Regions from separate parts of the Cyprinus carpio genome. Here region 2 is linked to region 1. Evidence: chromatin contacts called from public Hi-C data. All regions are on one chromosome and are shown on one strand. The core of a region is the stretch at or near the end of the contact, and the rest is flanking DNA. Distances in the headings are between cores, read along the strand shown.

Region 1 (4,103 bases), core at 1,452-3,951:
ACTTCAATGTAAGTTTTGGATCTGTGAGCCTCAATTGAGCTACATCTTAATTTTAGAATAAGCTGCACTGATGCATTCTCACCTGCACATGTATGTCAGAACACACACACACACACACACACACACACACACACACGAACACAGCTCGTTAAACACACAATGCATGAGTGTCTGATGCTTGATTTCTCTTGTGCCACGGGGAGAAGGAAGTTGGCACAGATCACCACCCGACCGACACGACGCTGGAGACGCTTCAGCAACATCTACAGTGACTCCAAAACACATCCAGACACTTCAATATTTCAGAATGTCATGGCATTAGACGCAAAAGAAAGATTCCTTTATCGTTTCTGTCAAAAAAAGTCTCAATATCTCAGTCAGCTGGTGTTTTTAGTGGATGTTTGAAGCAAAAGTAAGCAAAGTAACCACAGGTATAGAGAATTACATTAATTATCACTAATCACAAACACACACACAATAATGACTGTCTTCATTTTCAACAAATATTTTTTTAAATATTTATTTTAAATATTTTTGTATCTTGTATTGTTATCTTGTTTTCCAGTACAAATATCTAAATATTCTTAAATCGAGATTTGCATTTACTTTAGATGCACAATTACTAAATATATTAGGTTTTGTGTTCTAAAAAATAAAAATAATTAAGTGATTTTATGCTTAAAAGAAGTGAAAGAAAATCTGTGAATAGGGCAGGAAAATTTAAACTTAATTCAAAGGAGAAATACGTTTATATTTTTCTTACACCTAATGGCAGATACTTGTGTGTCTTGTTTTCAGTAAAAATAAACTTAGTTTTGATTCATTTTTCTTATTTAGCATCTCCAAGTAAATGTTTCTTGGTTTAAGAATGTTTAGATATTTGTACTAGAAAACAAGACAAAAATACTGAGGAAGAATTATTATTTTTCACTGTGGTTTAGCATTTCACACCAGACAAACTTTTTTTAATCAGATGACTTGCTTTAAAAGTGTACCTGTGCATCTTTCTAATGAATGACTTGTAATAAGCACATATTTAATACAATGATATTTTTATTTGCCTCCAAATGCATTTTGGGGACACAAAAATGTGAAACTGCAAAATTCATGAGTATTGTTTCAGCATTTCAGAAACTTATGTCCGTCAAAAGATTAGCTTGACAAATATGTTTGTGCATTTTACTGTACAATAAATGTAACTTGCTTTGATATTTTATGTAATGCAATGAGTTCCAGACCTTTTATGTGTGTATTAAGTGTCTAAAAAGGCATAGAATAATAATAATAAAAAAAAAATAAAAAAAACAAGTGAGAAAGAGAGAAAGATCAGCTCCTGGCACATGCTTTTTAAAAAAAAAAAAAAAATTGGGATTGACCTGTAAACTCTAGCGGCTGCACTGAATGCAAATCACCCAAACTCACTCACACAAACCCTAAACACTATTGAAATAAGACGGCACAGAAATCACAGACAAAACTGTTCCAGAGTGACACAAACACAGCGATAAGACTGTACAATCTGCTCAACAATCCTCAAAAAAACATCCTTGCTTTTTATTTTTAGACAATGCATACTTTGTACCATCACATCAGTTCCTTAAAGGAATAGCTCACCCCAAAATTTTAATTGCTCAAAATGTACTCACTCTTAGATCATCCAAGACGCAGATGAGTTTCCTGCATGCATATAAAAATAAATCATCTTTTCCTTATTGTGCAGAAATAAACACATTTTCAAAGCACATTTTATTTATTTCCATAATGTGATGTATTTACTTTATTCAGCAAGCTGTGGGATGATTGATTTAATCCTTAAAGGAACAGTTCACCCAAAAAATGCAAATCTCCTGAACATTTACTCACTCGTAGATAATCCAAGATGTAGATGAGTTTGTTTCTTCATCAGATTTGGAGAAATGTAGCATTGCATCACTTGCTCAGCAGTGCATGTGAATGGGTGCCGTCAGAATGAGAGTCTTCTCCAGATGTTAACTGATGGACTGGAGTGCTGTTGATTACCTGTGGATTACTTTATCAGCTGTTTGGACTCTCATTCTGACGGCACCCATTCACATCCATTGGTGAGCAAGTGATGCAATACTAAATTTCTCCAAAACTGATGAAGAAACAAACTCATCTGCATCTCAAATGGCCTGAGGATGAGTAAATGTTCAGGAGATTTGCATTTTTGGGTGAACTGTTCCTTTAAGGATTAAATCAAGCATCCCACAGCTTGCTGAATACAGTAAATACATCACATTATGGAAATAAAATGTGCTTTGAAAATGTGTTTATTCTTGCACAATAAGGAAAAGATGATTTATTTTTATATGCATGCAGGCTGATAAAGTTTAAATATAGTTATATAGACATCACCTCGGATTAAACACGTAGATTTGAGCTTTTATTAAACACTTTCAGCTGAACGGACTAAAAACAGACCTGAAGTGCGTCTCATTGTCCGCTGGAGTTAGTTGACAGTCGTCCAGCGTAACCAAGTATTTCAGGTCCCTTCGCAGGCAGTTTGTCAAACAGCCAAAAGTCCCAGAATGCCTGGCGAAAGCCCAGCTGTGTCCAGCTCTGAGAGTTAACTGTTGCGACACAAGAAGGACCGCCGTCTCCTTTCCTCCTTCGCCTTCTGTTTGTCTTTCGACGCATTTGTTTTGCTCTAATGCCAAACACAGTAAACTAAACATACAGATTGCCGATATTTCAGTCGTTTAATCACTTACAAACGTGTCGGAGTGCTGTGATATCATCACTGAAACATTTCTAAGTGGCTTCTTAAAGGAACAGTTCACACAAAAATGTAATTTATTCACCCTCATGTCCGTCACAAACCTGTACGGCGTTATTACACAGCTTTTAACAGTTTATAGTGACCACAGCTTCCATAAGCATTAAAAAAAACTGAAAGAAACTACTATTAAAGTGTCCAAAATATTCATATGACAGCTTTATTTGAGGATGAGACTCAGATTGAAGTGGTTATTCACTGATTCGCTGATCTGTGGGAATAAATCACAGCATACGAGGAGAGCAAGTTATTTTTGGTGTGAAACATTTGGACCTGTTCTTTATATTTCTCTGGTCATGTCCAGTTCACTGCTTAATTGTATATTTTCTATTTAGTGTAATTTTTAGTAATTTTAATATTTATTAGATTTTCTTGTTTTTAAATATGTGACCCTGGAGCACAAAACCAGTCTTAAGTGTAAATTTTTTGAAATTGAGATTTATGCATCATCATCAGCTGAATGAATAATCTCTCCATTGATGTGTGGTTTGTTAGGAGGACAATATTTGTCTGAGATACAACTATTTGAAAATCATCAAAAATAAAGTTCAAAAAAAAAAAAAATCTAAATATTGAGAAAATCATCTTTAAAGTTGTTCAAATGAAGTTCTTAGCAATGCATATTACTAATCAAAAATGAAGTTTTGATATATTTACAGTAGGAGATTTACTAAATATCTTCATGGAACATGATCTTTATTTAATATACTAATGATTTTTGGCATAAAAGAAAAATCTATAATTTTGACCCATTCAATGTATTTTTGGCTAATGCTGCAAATATACCCCAGCGACTTAAGTTTTGTTGTCCAGTGTCACATATTACTATTTAGGTTTAATTTATTTTTATTTCACTTTAAGTTTTTGTTATTTCCAGTTAATAATTTTAGTGCTTACTTCAGTTATCAGTTAGTTGCCAAGGCAACATTACTATTTTTTAGTTTAAGTTTTTCATCTAATATTTATATTTAATTTATTTAATTTACATTTATATATTTTTTTCAGATTTATTTTAATAAATACAACTTTTTTATAGTTTCAGATAACAGTAATAATTACAGAATATTCACATATATTTAAAATGATTATAAATTATAAAAATTAAATATTTTTTTGTCATGTGCTTTTTATTTTGTTATTAATTTTCATAAGTACAGTTGCTTTAGACTACTTTCACAGTCCTAGTAAGGGTTTATAAAAATGTTTTAATTGCATCTCTGATTTTAATTAAAAATTGTTAACATTGTCACTCAAAAATGTTTGAATATATATATAATACTTATAAATGAAAATGATTGCATTTCAT
Region 2 (4,166 bases), core at 1,588-4,087, 35 kb before region 1:
TTCATTTTTAAGTAAAGTGTTATTTTAGTATCATTGAGATACTATTATACTTTTCATTAATATTTTGAATTAATTTTTATTTGTAAATTTTCTGATTTTATTTTAATTCTAGTTAAATGTTTAGTAATCTTGTGTTTTTGCTACATTGTATATTGTATATTGTATTATATATATGTCTATATATTCATTTTTTATTTCATTTTTAGTTTTAGCTATTTCAGTAATTCAAATTAAAGTGAATGAAAATGAGAAATGTTGCCTTGGCAACCAAAAATCCATAAGAAAAAAAAAAATAAAAAATTAAAAACATTCTTATATTTCATTTTAAAATGTAATTTATTTACAGTAATGAAACAGTTTTTTATGGTTTTAGTTTTAGTTAAAGACTAAAATGTACTCCAATAATCTTTGTTTTATTTACAGTTTTGAATTTTTTTTTTTTTTACAGTGTATTAAAAAATAATCATATTTGAAATAGGCTACACAGTATTTATGCAAAAGTATAATTACTATTGATTTTATGTTTGTTTGTTTGGTTTTTTGGAGTGATATATGGCTTTTTTGTCATTAACCTACAATTAAACACAAATTTACCTAAAAATTTAAACACAGCCTGGTTGACAAAACTGTCTTGTTTTCATTTGTTCTCTAGTAATATTAATAATTAATTCATTCCTAATATTAATAATGTCATATGAAAGTTTATAGTACTCCATAGTAGTCAACACATACTGTTGTATTAACATGGTAAAAATCCACAATTCCAGAAACTGATTAAGACTCAAACAGTCATAACAAAACATAAAGCGAGTACTGAGTCGCTAATACACACAGTAACTACACCTGTGATATTACGTAACTCTCTTTCACCACAGGAGCAAAACTCTCCAGACCGCTTTAATGTCAACAAAACCATCTAAAGTGCTCAGAAAAGCCTGTTAGTGTTGGAAAACTGCTGTGTGACTTGAGACAGAGAGAAAGCAAGCTCTGGTCAGTCACAGCACACTGATTCTCCAGCACATGCTGCTCGGTAAATCTATAACCACATGATCTGAAACTATCACAACCAGAAAACCATCAGCCGTGAATGACACTGGGACAAAAATCATGCATGTCCACCTGCTCAGAAATATAATATTCTATGACAAGGACTAAAGACATGGGAAAAATAATTTAATAAATATAGTATACACAGAAAAATAAATAAATATAATATTAATAAATATAATGTAATTTATAATATAATAAACATATAATAATAAATATAACAAATCTATTATATAATATTAATAATATACAATGTGGTATATAATATTAATAAATATATATGAATAAATGTAATGCGATATTTAATATAATAAAATATATAACAATAAATAAATCTAAAAATCTAATAGCATCTAATAGATTTAAAAAGATAATATTCTATGAAAAGAACTAAACAAACAATAAAAGAAAAAATATATAATATTAATAAAATATATACTATAATATATTATATTTGATTAATTTTATGTATTTTTCTTTTATTATTATAAATTTGTTTTAATAAAAAACATATAAAAAACATATATATAATATTAAAACTAATAATAATAATTAACGCAAATTTACAGTAACAGTGTTACATTTAAGTAAAGAAATTGAAAAACTTATTATTATTGTTACTGATATATTAACAAAATATTAACAATAAATATTAGAAAATGCATCTAAATGATTCGATTAAAACACAAATACGGAGTAATAGAGCAAACTATAATAGAAAATAAACAGTAGACAGAGTAGAATAAAAAAGCAGAAAAGAACAACACGACTGACTAGAATAGAACAGAACAGAGTAGAAAAGACTAGACTACAATAGAACAGAATAGAATAAAACAGACTAGAATAGAACAGAACAACAGAGTAGAAAAGACTAGAATAGAACAGAACAGAACAAAATAGACTAGAACAGAATAGAACAGAATAAAATAGACTACAATAGAACAGAACAGAACAAAATAGACTAGAATAGAACAGAACAGAATAAAATAGACTAGAACAGAATAGAACAGAATAAAATAGACTACAATAGAACAGAACAGAATAAAATAGACTAGAATAGAACAGAATAAAATAGACTAGAATAGAACATAACAACAGAGTAGAAAAGACTAGACTACAATAGAACAGAACCAAATAAAATAGACTAGAATAGAACAGAACATAATAAAATAGACTAGAATAGAACAGAACCGAATAAAATAGACTAGAATAGAACAGAACATAATAAAATAGAATAGTTTAGAACAGAACATAATAAAATAGACTAGAATAGAACAGAACATAATAAAATAGACTACAATAGAACAGAATAAAATAGACTAGAATAGAAAAGAACAACAGAGTAGAAAAGACTAGACTACAATAGAACAGAACAGAAGAAAATAGACTAGAACAGAATAAAACAGAATAAAATAGACTAGAACAGAACAGAACAGAAGAGACATGGGCTAGACTAAACTAGACTAGACTAGACTAGACTAGACTAGAATAGAATAGAATAGAATAGAATAGAATAGAATCGAGCAGTAAGAAGGAGTGCAGGATCTTCACTTCACACAACAACACAGACACCGAGTCACCTTTAACTGCGGCAGCCAGCGCTCGTCAAACATCGCGTCTCGGGGCGTCAGTGAGCCGAAGGCGGTGCTGTCAGCGCGATCATTGCAGCGGAACAGCATTTATATCATTTCTATAAAAAAATAATCTCCGCTGACGCGCGTCGCAACTCTGCCGCTGTCAAACTACAGCCGCTGCACTCGAGCGCCGCCCGGAAACGACGTCATGACGCACAGGCGATCACGCGGACGCACGAACACACCCCCCGACACACCTCAGCGCTCGGCCAATCAGAGCGCAGGACGCCCCAGCTTGTGAAGAGAGGAGATTGTCAGGGGACATACAAAAATACACAGCACACACACTACACACACAACACCCTATATCAAAAACACACACAAAAAACACACACAGAAAAAAAAAACAACAAAAAAAACAACAAAAAAAAACAATGATGATTGTAATGCAATGCAAATATTAAAAAGCCTATAGAAAATGCAATATAAAAAACACAATTCCGAACATTTTTCATTTTTTATGTATGTATTATATGGAAATTACATAAATCTTGAACTAGGCTATATTTAAAGGGAGATGTTCAAATAAAATTTTGTTGTCAAATTCACTATTCTTTTATATGTTCAATGCAATTATATCAGAAGTAGCTAATTAAAATAACAGAAAAAAATAAGAGTAATCCCTTACTTTACTTTTTCAAGGGAAAAGAAGGCCTAATTAATTACAGTAATTAATCACTTAAGAATGCATTACATCCAACACTTCATGTGTACGTGTGTGTGTTGCGAATTACAAAAAAAAATCACATTATTAAACAAAACAACACAAAAATTAACTGTACTAAAAATAAGATACATTATGCAAAAATATATATATATATTTTAATTATTTTATCATTACATTTTTTCCAAACTAACACAAACACAACCACATTCACAGTTTAGCAATTTTTCTCATGTTCTATTTCTAATTATTAACAATGTCATGAAATTGTTGCACTGCTTTAACTTCAGAGAAGTGAAAATGTCCATGCCATTTTGATGCATTTCAGTGCAGCTTTTGCATTCTTACAGCAGTCCAGAGAGTCTGCATATTAAGACAGACAGAACATGGCATGCCTTGAGCTATAAAAGATATAAAGAATAAAACAGGCACCAGACCTAATCACACCAAACCAAATCACACCAAGACACACCAGCAGACCTGCGCACAAACAGACAACACAAAAACATTTACAATGTGTTCGGTGAGTATTTTACACAGTCTGTATGTATCATGAAATACTATAATGTTACACCGACTTGGGATATATAATCCTGTATATGTATGTATCATGGGGAAATAATACTAAGCACCTGTTGACACAAACCGACTTGGGATCTATAATGCCTTATATATGTAATATCATTCTATATATTTTTTTTAAACTTATCCTATAATATACATAATATATTTTTATTATAAATAATGTAATTATGTTAAACATTATCAAAATAAAAAATAAATCATACAAAAAACAAATTACAAAACAATTGTATGTATTG

Evidence for each region. A called contact is a pair of places that touch in the nucleus more often than the background predicts.
Region 2: a contact with region 1 is called in a Hi-C map of red blood cells, with 6 times the contacts expected there. The contact joins the promoter of LOC109050527 here to the enhancer-like site in region 1. A contact is called at or near these places in 2 of 8 Hi-C or Micro-C datasets (red blood cells and skeletal muscle).

What each region holds. Positions count from the first base shown.
Region 1 is chrA25:1,743,614-1,747,716 of ASM1834038v1, reverse strand. All of the region lies in intron 1 of LOC122135525 (a long non-coding RNA gene), which reads right to left. Among protein-coding and RNA genes, the nearest start is that of LOC122135525, 14 kb to the right of the region's middle. Within about 2 kb of position 2,701, at least 1 of the 8 cell types and tissues checked has an H3K27ac peak or open chromatin away from gene starts, as enhancers often do. A contact at or near this core is called in skeletal muscle, where this site is marked.
Region 2 is chrA25:1,779,136-1,783,301 of ASM1834038v1, reverse strand. It overlaps LOC109050527 (peroxisome proliferator-activated receptor alpha), which reads right to left and starts at 2,837. Exons shown (of 8, transcript XM_042714987.1): 1 at 2,628-2,837.